Linked DNA regions of Mus musculus: all the other regions are linked to region 1. The links are chromatin contacts, called in public Hi-C maps. All regions are on one chromosome and are shown on one strand. Each heading gives the region's core, a stretch centred on a gene start, on an enhancer-like site or on the middle of the called end of the contact. The rest is flanking DNA. Distances are from core to core; before and after follow the strand shown. Region 1 has its middle 38 kb from the start of Gm34745. Region 2 has its middle 72 kb from the start of G2e3. Region 3 has its middle 37 kb from the start of Gm34581.

Region 1 (2,765 bases), core at 245-2,744:
CCTGAGAGGAAGACAACAAGCAAACAAAGACGGACATACTCCCTCGGTGTGAGACAGCTTGGCTAAGGAACTATTTATATTTATTTAAAAGAGCCTGGACAGAGCCAAAGAAAGAGATGCAGAGAAGGCCGTGAGCAAGCAAATATAAGAAATATATGATTAATTCAAGAGCATCACCCCAGAATTAAACCTAGGGCCTCATGCTTTCTAAGCAAGTGCTTTTGTGTAGACCTGTATACTCAGAAAAGATCTGGACTTTCTTCAAGTGTGTGCGTGTGCATGTGTGTGTGTGTGTGTGTGTGTGTGCGTGCACTCGCAAAGGAGTGCAGGTGCCCTTGGAGGCCAGAGGCATCAGATCCCCTGGCACTGGACACAAGAAGTTGTGAGCTGCTTGTTGATAAGGGTGCTGAAAACTGAGCTCTGGTCCTCTGGAAGCACACTAAGGGTTCTTAACCATTGAGTCATCTCTCCAGCCCCAAAGGTCCAGCTTTAATAGAAACATGCTGAAGACCATCATGGCTGAAGACAACACAATTCTGCCAGAGGCTTGTTCTACATAAAGCCAGAAGGAAGCTTGCCACAAATTCCTTGAGTATAAAGCCACCTGCCTGGCCTTTGTAGTTGCTGGTAGTCCAGCTAGTTGTTTTAGTCACCGGCCTATTGCTGTTAAGGAACACCATAACCGAGGCAACTCTTATAACAAGAAAGCACTTAATTGTGGGCTTGCCTATAGTTTGAGGAGGTTAGTCGTTATCCTGTCAGGAGCCTGTCAGGAACATGGTAGCATGCATGGTGCTGTAGCTGTAGTTATATTCTGATCCATAGGCGACAGGGGGGTACATATATATAGATAGAAAGGATAGAGATAGTGGGCCTGGCATGGGCTTTGAAACTTCAAGGCCCACCCCCAGTGACACACCTATTCCAACAAGACCACACCTCCCATTCCTTCTAATCCTTTCAAATAGTTCCACTCCTTGGTACCTTAGCATTGAACTATATGAGTGTATGGGGTGGGGGGTGCATTCTAATGCAAACCACCACATTAGGTGTTTCTGTGTCTGCGATCAACTAAAAGTCTGCTTTCAGCCCATGAGAAGACAAATGTGTGATGAGCGACTGTACCGATCATGTACAAAGTGACTGCGCCGTGCTGGAGCCCTCACTGCGTGCCTTGCCTTATCTCTGTTGATTCTTAGCTGCTTTCAGTTTGGCTGTACAATTGGGTGAAACTGAGATTTAAAGAGCCAACACAACTTTCCCAGAGTAGCAGGCCTTCGATGAGAACGCAGGCAGTGCAGGTCAGAATTCTGCTCCAGGGTGTCACTCTTCCGTTCAGTACACACCTCGTAACGTGCCGCAAGGGAACGGACAAAATCAATAAGAAAAGCAGACTCTTCTGATGGATGAAGAGGTTGAACCGAAGCCAGGGAAGGCTTAGGAGGGAAAGGGAACAGCCCTGCTGACCCACTCACAAGAACCAAGAATTGATGTGGTTTTGTAAACAACTGTTTTAGTGACTGGTCAAAGTCCCTTCTCTACCCGAAGACCAGAACAAGCCACCGCAATGACTCTTTTTTTCCAGAGACTCAGTTTTCACTCTTTTCTTATCTTTTAAACACCATTTTTCCTTCTTATGCCTTTTAATTACTAGGCTTCCTAGTACTCAGACCTAGATTGTCTTGTCTAAACTTTCTTTCAGTGACTATTTGCCTCCTGGGAGTCCTGGCAACCAGGCAAAGAGACCCCAATCTGGGAGCCAAAGAAGGCCTAGTTTTCCCTCCCATCCCCAGCCTCATTAAATATGGTGCAGTTTCTACCAAGAGTGTTGGGGGCGGAGGCTGTGTGGGCAAGACACAGCTTCCAAATGTTCTTGTAAATATTCATAAAAACACGTCAGTGTTGCTAAACCCACGGTAAACCATAACCACCCATCCCTGTACACCCTGCATCCTTTTGCTGTTAATCCTTTTGTCCGCCTTGAATTCCTTCCCACAATTGCTTCTCCCTCCATCTTGTGTTTTTGAATTGCTGCCAGCCACCTTAGCCTTTCAGGCAGCCCGCGGTACCCTTTTCAAAGCAGCGGGCCTTGCTGCCAGCTAGGATGCGAACGATACACGCTGTCCCAGCGATGTTGTGTTTTCTCATCTTGGTTCCTTGCTCATGGGGAACACGGCAATTATTCTACCCAGGACCTGATGGGGATTTCGGAGCGACCTGGCACATCTGAAACATTTTTCTGACTCACTGAGTTGGCATCTCTTGCTAGATCAGCATTGGCCCAGTTCCACACAGCCTGTCACCAGCAGTGGGTGTTGTTGTAAGCACTAGTTTTGATTGTGGCAAGATGGGCTCTGTGACTCTCCTCTTGTTCTGTTGAGTTCAGAAAAGGCATCTGCTCTCCATTCACATTGCATTTGACAAGAGTCCAAAACCTAAATGAATGTTGCTAATAAAGAACTGTAAGGAAAAAACATGTTGAGAACCACTGAGTGTATTCAACACATATCAAGTGTTGGAGCAGGGAGGGGGTAGGCTGGAGTGAGGCACTGGCTTGGGATCGGCGACTGGAGGGGTGGGAACTCTGGCCTCAGGGGCTAGCTCTGTCGGTGCACTGTGCCTCAGTTTGCCTTCTTTAAGTTGAACATGCTTGTGAGGTGTTTTCTGAAACAGACTGCTGGCGACCTGGAATCTGTTTACCTCGGCTGTGGGTCAACGGAGCCTGAGTTCTGTGGTAGTATTGATTAACTACTCAATGGCTGCCA
Region 2 (2,700 bases), core at 64-2,563, 160 kb before region 1:
GGCTACACCTTGTCTTCCAGGCTTCTGACTTTCACTGCCGGGCACACCTTTCTTGGTCTTCTCTGGTTGTATCATTCATTTTCTCTCTTTCAAGACGATTTAAGTTTTGTCTGTCTTTTGAAGTCCTCCCCAGCCCACGCTCACTGAAGAAAATTTTCATCTGAGTTGTGTGTGTGTTGCATATGCTGTAAGGGAGAGCATGTATTAACATCTTTCCTCCCCTTGACAGTGACAGCCTCACACCCTGAACGGCACACCATCTCTCCAAAGCCAGCCATGGCAGTGAATGCCTGGAATCCTGGGACTTGGGAGGTAGAGGCAAGAAGATCAAGATTCTGCATCGAAACAGGCAAAACTGAATTTTTACATGTCGGTTAACCGAGAAGCGGACAGTTGCGATGAGACAAAAAGGGACATATAATCTCATTGCAGTAAACTGGGGTGAATTTAACATGGCCTGTCCATTGGGATTCTTCTTGGTGAGATTCCCCTGTTAACATTCTTTCCCTCCGGGCAAAAGGCCGATCTCCTGCTCATGGAAGTCTTTAAAAACACCTTAGTTTCTGATGCTGTGGTTACCCCCACCTGCTCTCATGCCAGCGGGCTGTTTTCCAGGCACTGTCCTGAACCCTGGAAGGGCTTTTATCACTCAGTGGTGATTAGTAAGTGTTCTGCCCACGGGTGTCAAGTCGCCCTACCTACATGGCAGCCCTGTCATTTTAATGCCATTGGCTTTAGGAATGAAACTCTGCAGCTCACGACACCACGTTTCTTCAGACTGTAGTGTCGTCTTCCAGAAAACTAACAACAATTCGCCAAATTCCCTATAAAGCGCAACTCTCTGACATAAGCACGAATTTAAAAAACAAAATGGCATTAAAAAAAAATTGTTGATGTGTTCTGGAATTTGGGAGACTCACAGTCAGTTACCACTAGATGGCGGTAGTGATTTTAGTCTGGGAGAATTTAAAGCGTTTCCTTTTCTTGCCTAGCCCTGGTTATTGTTAGCAATGCACCAACCAGATTGTCCATGTCTTCAAGGAGAGTGGTCTTCAGAGTCGTATAGAAAGGTAGTCCCTATATTTATTTCAAAATTCCCATCCTTGGAAAAGGTAAACCAAAAGGAAAGCGGCTATAACTAGTGTGTAATGAAGCATAATAAATAAATGACATAAATATACCCTTAAACTCAGGGCAAACTTCTATATTGTACATTAGCATAATTAGCATCTCTTCGTGATGAAATAAGTCAGCATGCTGATGTTTTATAGCCCCTTATAGAGTCCATTGTCTTCCCCAGTCGCAAGCAGCTTGACTGACTCCATTTCCACCCCTACATGTTTATACCATGCCTGCGCTTTAAACATCAAGTACCAACACATTTGCTTTCACTGACTTCTGTTTTGAAAAGCCCTGCTTTTGTATTTTTTTTCCAAAGGGTAAACTTGAAACTCAAAAGAAGGAGAACACATGTAACTGCGAATATCGCTTCACGAAGGGCAAAGTGGATATCGTTGCAGTCGGTTAGAAAGTAAAGCCCTTCACCTCTCTCGCTTTCTTTCTTTTCTTCCTTTCTCTTTGGTAAATGTTGTTACGTTTCTATAACTGTAGCAGAAATGTTAGAATTATCATAAATGAGCCTTTGCGCACGCTGTTATTTCATCTTCTGTAAAAAAAAAATTCAATCATATTCTTAATGTTTCTGTCTCCAAGCCAACTGTTTAATGCTCAAGGCTTTATTGCAGACTGCAGCTCAGACTATTCATTTATGCTAACGGTACAGCTTGAACAATACTGTAAATTAAAGAAAATGTAATTTTAGGATTTGTCTTATAATTTACCATTTTCAAAAAGCACTCTCTGGAGAAATTAATAGCTTAAATATTACTGGAATAATGAGGATCAAGTTTGAGGAAAATATAGCTTGAAAGTCTATTACTGAAAATGACGGAAATAGGCATTTTTGTATTGCTATCTGAGCAAACATAATACCATACCATTTATCTCTAATTATCCCCAAGAAAATTCATGAGAAGCACTGGAAAAAAAACAAAGAGTAAAGACTTCAATGGATCTGTTATTCTCTTGCTTTCCCTCACCTACTATTTCTGTTATTATAAATATTAACAAAAATCAGCAAATAGGAGTAGACAGAGAAAACAGAAGGCCGATGCATTCTTTGGGTCAACAAAGAACTCTAGGCTGCATATCGAAAAATCTTGGGCCTATTATTCTGGGAAGATATTCTTACAGATAATCCAAATGTTCATTTTCAAATCCATTCATGTTCAATGAAGTGTGTGATGTTTTTCTATTCAAGTTAAAGAAAGCCAGGTTGAGAGTTTATCTAAATTCGGCTAATTATGTTTGGTCAAGCATTGTCCCTGGCACAAATATTCCCCACATCTTAAAAATTTTGTACTTTTAACAGGCTTCAGCTACAGGGGCCATTGGCTGTGAAAGAAGAAATTTTAATTGCCCAGGTATACGGAATGAGGAGAAGACCTTTATATTTTGTTTTGTTTCCTCCTGTCCAAAGGAGTAGTGGGATTTATTAAACACCTACCTGCATCCTAGAAAGGTAAAATAGGGGCAAGCGGAACCTGGAGTGTGGTTAGCTGCTGTCTGCACTCAGCTTGATAAAGTTTGGAGCTTTGTCTGAACGGCAGGTTTCTCTGACAGACGCTTGTGTTGTGTGTC
Region 3 (2,700 bases), core at 80-2,579, 180 kb after region 1:
CAAAATCACCACCATCACAAAGCCTGGATAGTCCAAAGGATGGGTAGGTAAAAGTATTTATAAAGTTAAACATATAAAAATCAAATGCAGATGAAGTTCATGTTAAAAAAGCAAAACACGAAGGATGGAAAACAATGGAGCATTTGACAAATAGAAACAAACAAGTGGTAAGAAATTCAGTTAAGAGCCATGGCGAAGTGATGATTTCCAGGAGGGTAAAGAGGATTTACCAGAGTGAAGTTCCTTACAGGCTAAGTGGTGAATGACTGGAGACACGGACTGCCAGAACGGTTGGATCTTAGAGAACTTCTAGTGTCAGAGCCTTCAGAAGTCAGGCAAAGAAGCACTACCCAGCCCTGGCACACAGTTCCTGGGCTCTAGTAGAAAGACTGGCTCTAATCTGCACATTTAGACAATAGCATATGGGCTTGGTGAATTTACTGCATTGGGATAAAACAGGGAAAAAGAAATTTACTGGAAGGAGGGGTGTCGAAAGGTTTAAGTGAAGTACTAATATTCTTACAATAGGAGTCATACATATAGGTAAAGAAAGAGAATCAATACGGTGAAAGGGTCAGTGGGTCCAGGGTTTTAGAAGGTCTGAAGAGAAAAGGGATAGTGTAGGCTAAGAGACAGGAGGTGGTGATCCACAGACACACTGAAAGGCTATTTTCTTTTCCTTTATCCACCCACTAACCAGTGCCTAATATAGCACTTTTAAAAATACTGTTTGTGTAAGTGCAACATGCTAATTTATTAATTGAGGAGAAGAATGGTGTTTCGGGGACTCGGGCAGCAATAAGGGGAGGAACACAGAGGCAGACCTAGGGTCTAACCGGTGATACAAACCCTGGGCGCTGAAAGGAATTCAGAAGCTTCACTTTTGGACGCTGCAAAGAAGATGGCTGCTGTTTTAGTCAATTTTAAAGATAATGATTTTTTTTTAAAGCTGTCTGACTCCTTTATACCTTCTATCCAAATTGAAGTAATAGGCCAGACATTCAGATCAAACTGTCCCTCCAGGAGAAAGAGACTTGCCAAGGAAACCTTGGCCAGATGGGAGCTGTAGAAAGAGGCTCAGAACTGAGAGCGGGTTTGCTTGCCCAGTCAGTTTGGATTTAAACCAGGTGCCCCCAGGCTAGAAGGCCGGAGTTTTGCCAGCGAAGAGCAGGGATGTAAGCGGCTATTGTGTGAAAACAAGCTAGGTTGCGTGGTTGCGGGGAATATGGTCCAAGGATCATACGTGCATCTGTTTGCTAATGCTCTTGAGTAGCTATTCCATACGATGTGCGCCTTTGTTTCCTGGTTTCCCGAGGCGTGAACACGGCCACATCTTCACCAAAGCACTAGGTGGCAGCACAGGACATCTATTCAACTGTCTCTCGCCACAGGCTGCTGGAATTTTGACAGATACAAAACGGTACCTGTGGTTTTGTGTATAAAACTGGTATAACTGTTTGTACATTTAAAAACCGTAACAATAAATTAAACATAAGGGAAAGGGTTTGCTAATAAATACAGTGTTAGACTGCATTTTTGTATACCAGGTGACAAGCTTGGGCATTCAAACCTGATTTGCGTAGGGGATGGGCAGGATGGGAAACAGGTTGAAGGAACTGCAAAATGTACATGCTGGGTGGCTGCAGCTCCCTTCAGGGCTGTTGTTGATCTGTCCATATGTCTGTGTGCACTACACAGAGGTGAAAACTTAGGGAAGTGAGGGGAATGGGATGTCTGGACGTCTGGATGCAGTGATTCTAGGAAGAACACACTCTGTGATTCCAAGCTCATGTTTTGTGGAAGGTGAAAGTGTGAGCATATTATGTTTGTTTTACTTAAAGAGATGCACGTCGTACTCTTTCACATTCTTACCTGGTATTTAGAATATTTGGAAAGTAGGCTCCTTAAGCTTACGTACATCCTAGTAGATAGGGCTAGACTCAATGCATGCTGCCGTATTTGTCTGTAGGTTGGCTATACATTATTTTGATCAGAACAAGCTGCTGCTTGAGACACTAAGCTTGATCCAGCAAGGGTGGACCATTTGATATGCTACCAAGACAGAAAGCTCAAACATTTCAAAAAGCCATGTACCATCTGTAACTGAGCAACTCAAAGTCAAAAGCCTATTATAATGGTAATGGTCAAGGCAAAATATTTTTATTCATTCTCCTATTCAATAAATGTTTGTCTTTTATTATTTGCCAATCACATAATACTGAAAAATGAAAAAGATAAAAATGGAAAACAAAATGAATACTCAAATACCACGCAACATCTCCTCTACTACAAAGACAATAATGAGAGTTCCAAGCCGTCACTCTGGTGTCATAGAGTCCACAGACATTTCTACTACTTAGTTCTCACGCTAATTCTATGCTTTGGCTTTTTTTCTACAGGCTAAGAACTGAAGTTGACAAATAATTGGTAATGTGCTTACGGTTGTTATGAGCATGCCAAGGGGATGTGAGCTTTAAATTCTTCCCATGATGCTATGCAACTGCACATTTCTGAACAAGGGGGTGACTCTGAGTGTAACTGTGCTCGCTGTCAACCTGGATGACGGGAACTCAATCCCTGGAACTCATATGGTCAAAGACCTGAACCTGGTTTCTGACTACCACACATGTATGGCCGTACAGACCCCCCTCCATAAATAAACTAATGCAGTAAAGAAAATGCTCTATATTGTATTCTGTT

What was found. Hi-C and Micro-C count contacts between places; a contact is called where the count stands out from the background.
Region 2: a Hi-C map of cortical neurons shows a contact between it and region 1, with 2.1 times the contacts expected there. The contact joins two enhancer-like sites. A contact is called at or near these places in 8 of 484 Hi-C or Micro-C datasets (the HL-1 cell line, cerebral cortex, cortical neurons and 2 more).
Region 3: a contact with region 1 is called in a Hi-C map of cerebral cortex, with 3 times the contacts expected there. The contact joins two enhancer-like sites. A contact is called at or near these places in 10 of 484 Hi-C or Micro-C datasets (the HL-1 cell line, cerebellar granule neurons, cerebellum and 4 more).

Annotation. Positions count from the first base shown.
Region 1 is chr12:51,117,645-51,120,409 of GRCm38.p6, reverse strand. No RefSeq gene overlaps it. Among named protein-coding and RNA genes, the nearest start is that of Gm34745, 38 kb to the left of the region's middle. Within about 2 kb of position 1,494, at least 57 of the 459 cell types and tissues checked have an H3K27ac peak or open chromatin away from gene starts, as enhancers often do. A contact at or near this core is called in cerebellum, cerebral cortex, cortical neurons and 1 more, where this site is marked.
Region 2 is chr12:51,274,619-51,277,318 of GRCm38.p6, reverse strand. No RefSeq gene overlaps it. Among named protein-coding and RNA genes, the nearest start is that of G2e3, 72 kb to the left of the region's middle. Within about 2 kb of position 1,313, at least 5 of the 459 cell types and tissues checked have an H3K27ac peak or open chromatin away from gene starts, as enhancers often do. A contact at or near this core is called in cortical neurons, where this site is marked.
Region 3 is chr12:50,942,465-50,945,164 of GRCm38.p6, reverse strand. No RefSeq gene overlaps it. Among named protein-coding and RNA genes, the nearest start is that of Gm34581, 37 kb to the left of the region's middle. Within about 2 kb of position 1,329, at least 42 of the 459 cell types and tissues checked have an H3K27ac peak or open chromatin away from gene starts, as enhancers often do. A contact at or near this core is called in cerebellum, cerebral cortex, cortical neurons and 1 more, where this site is marked.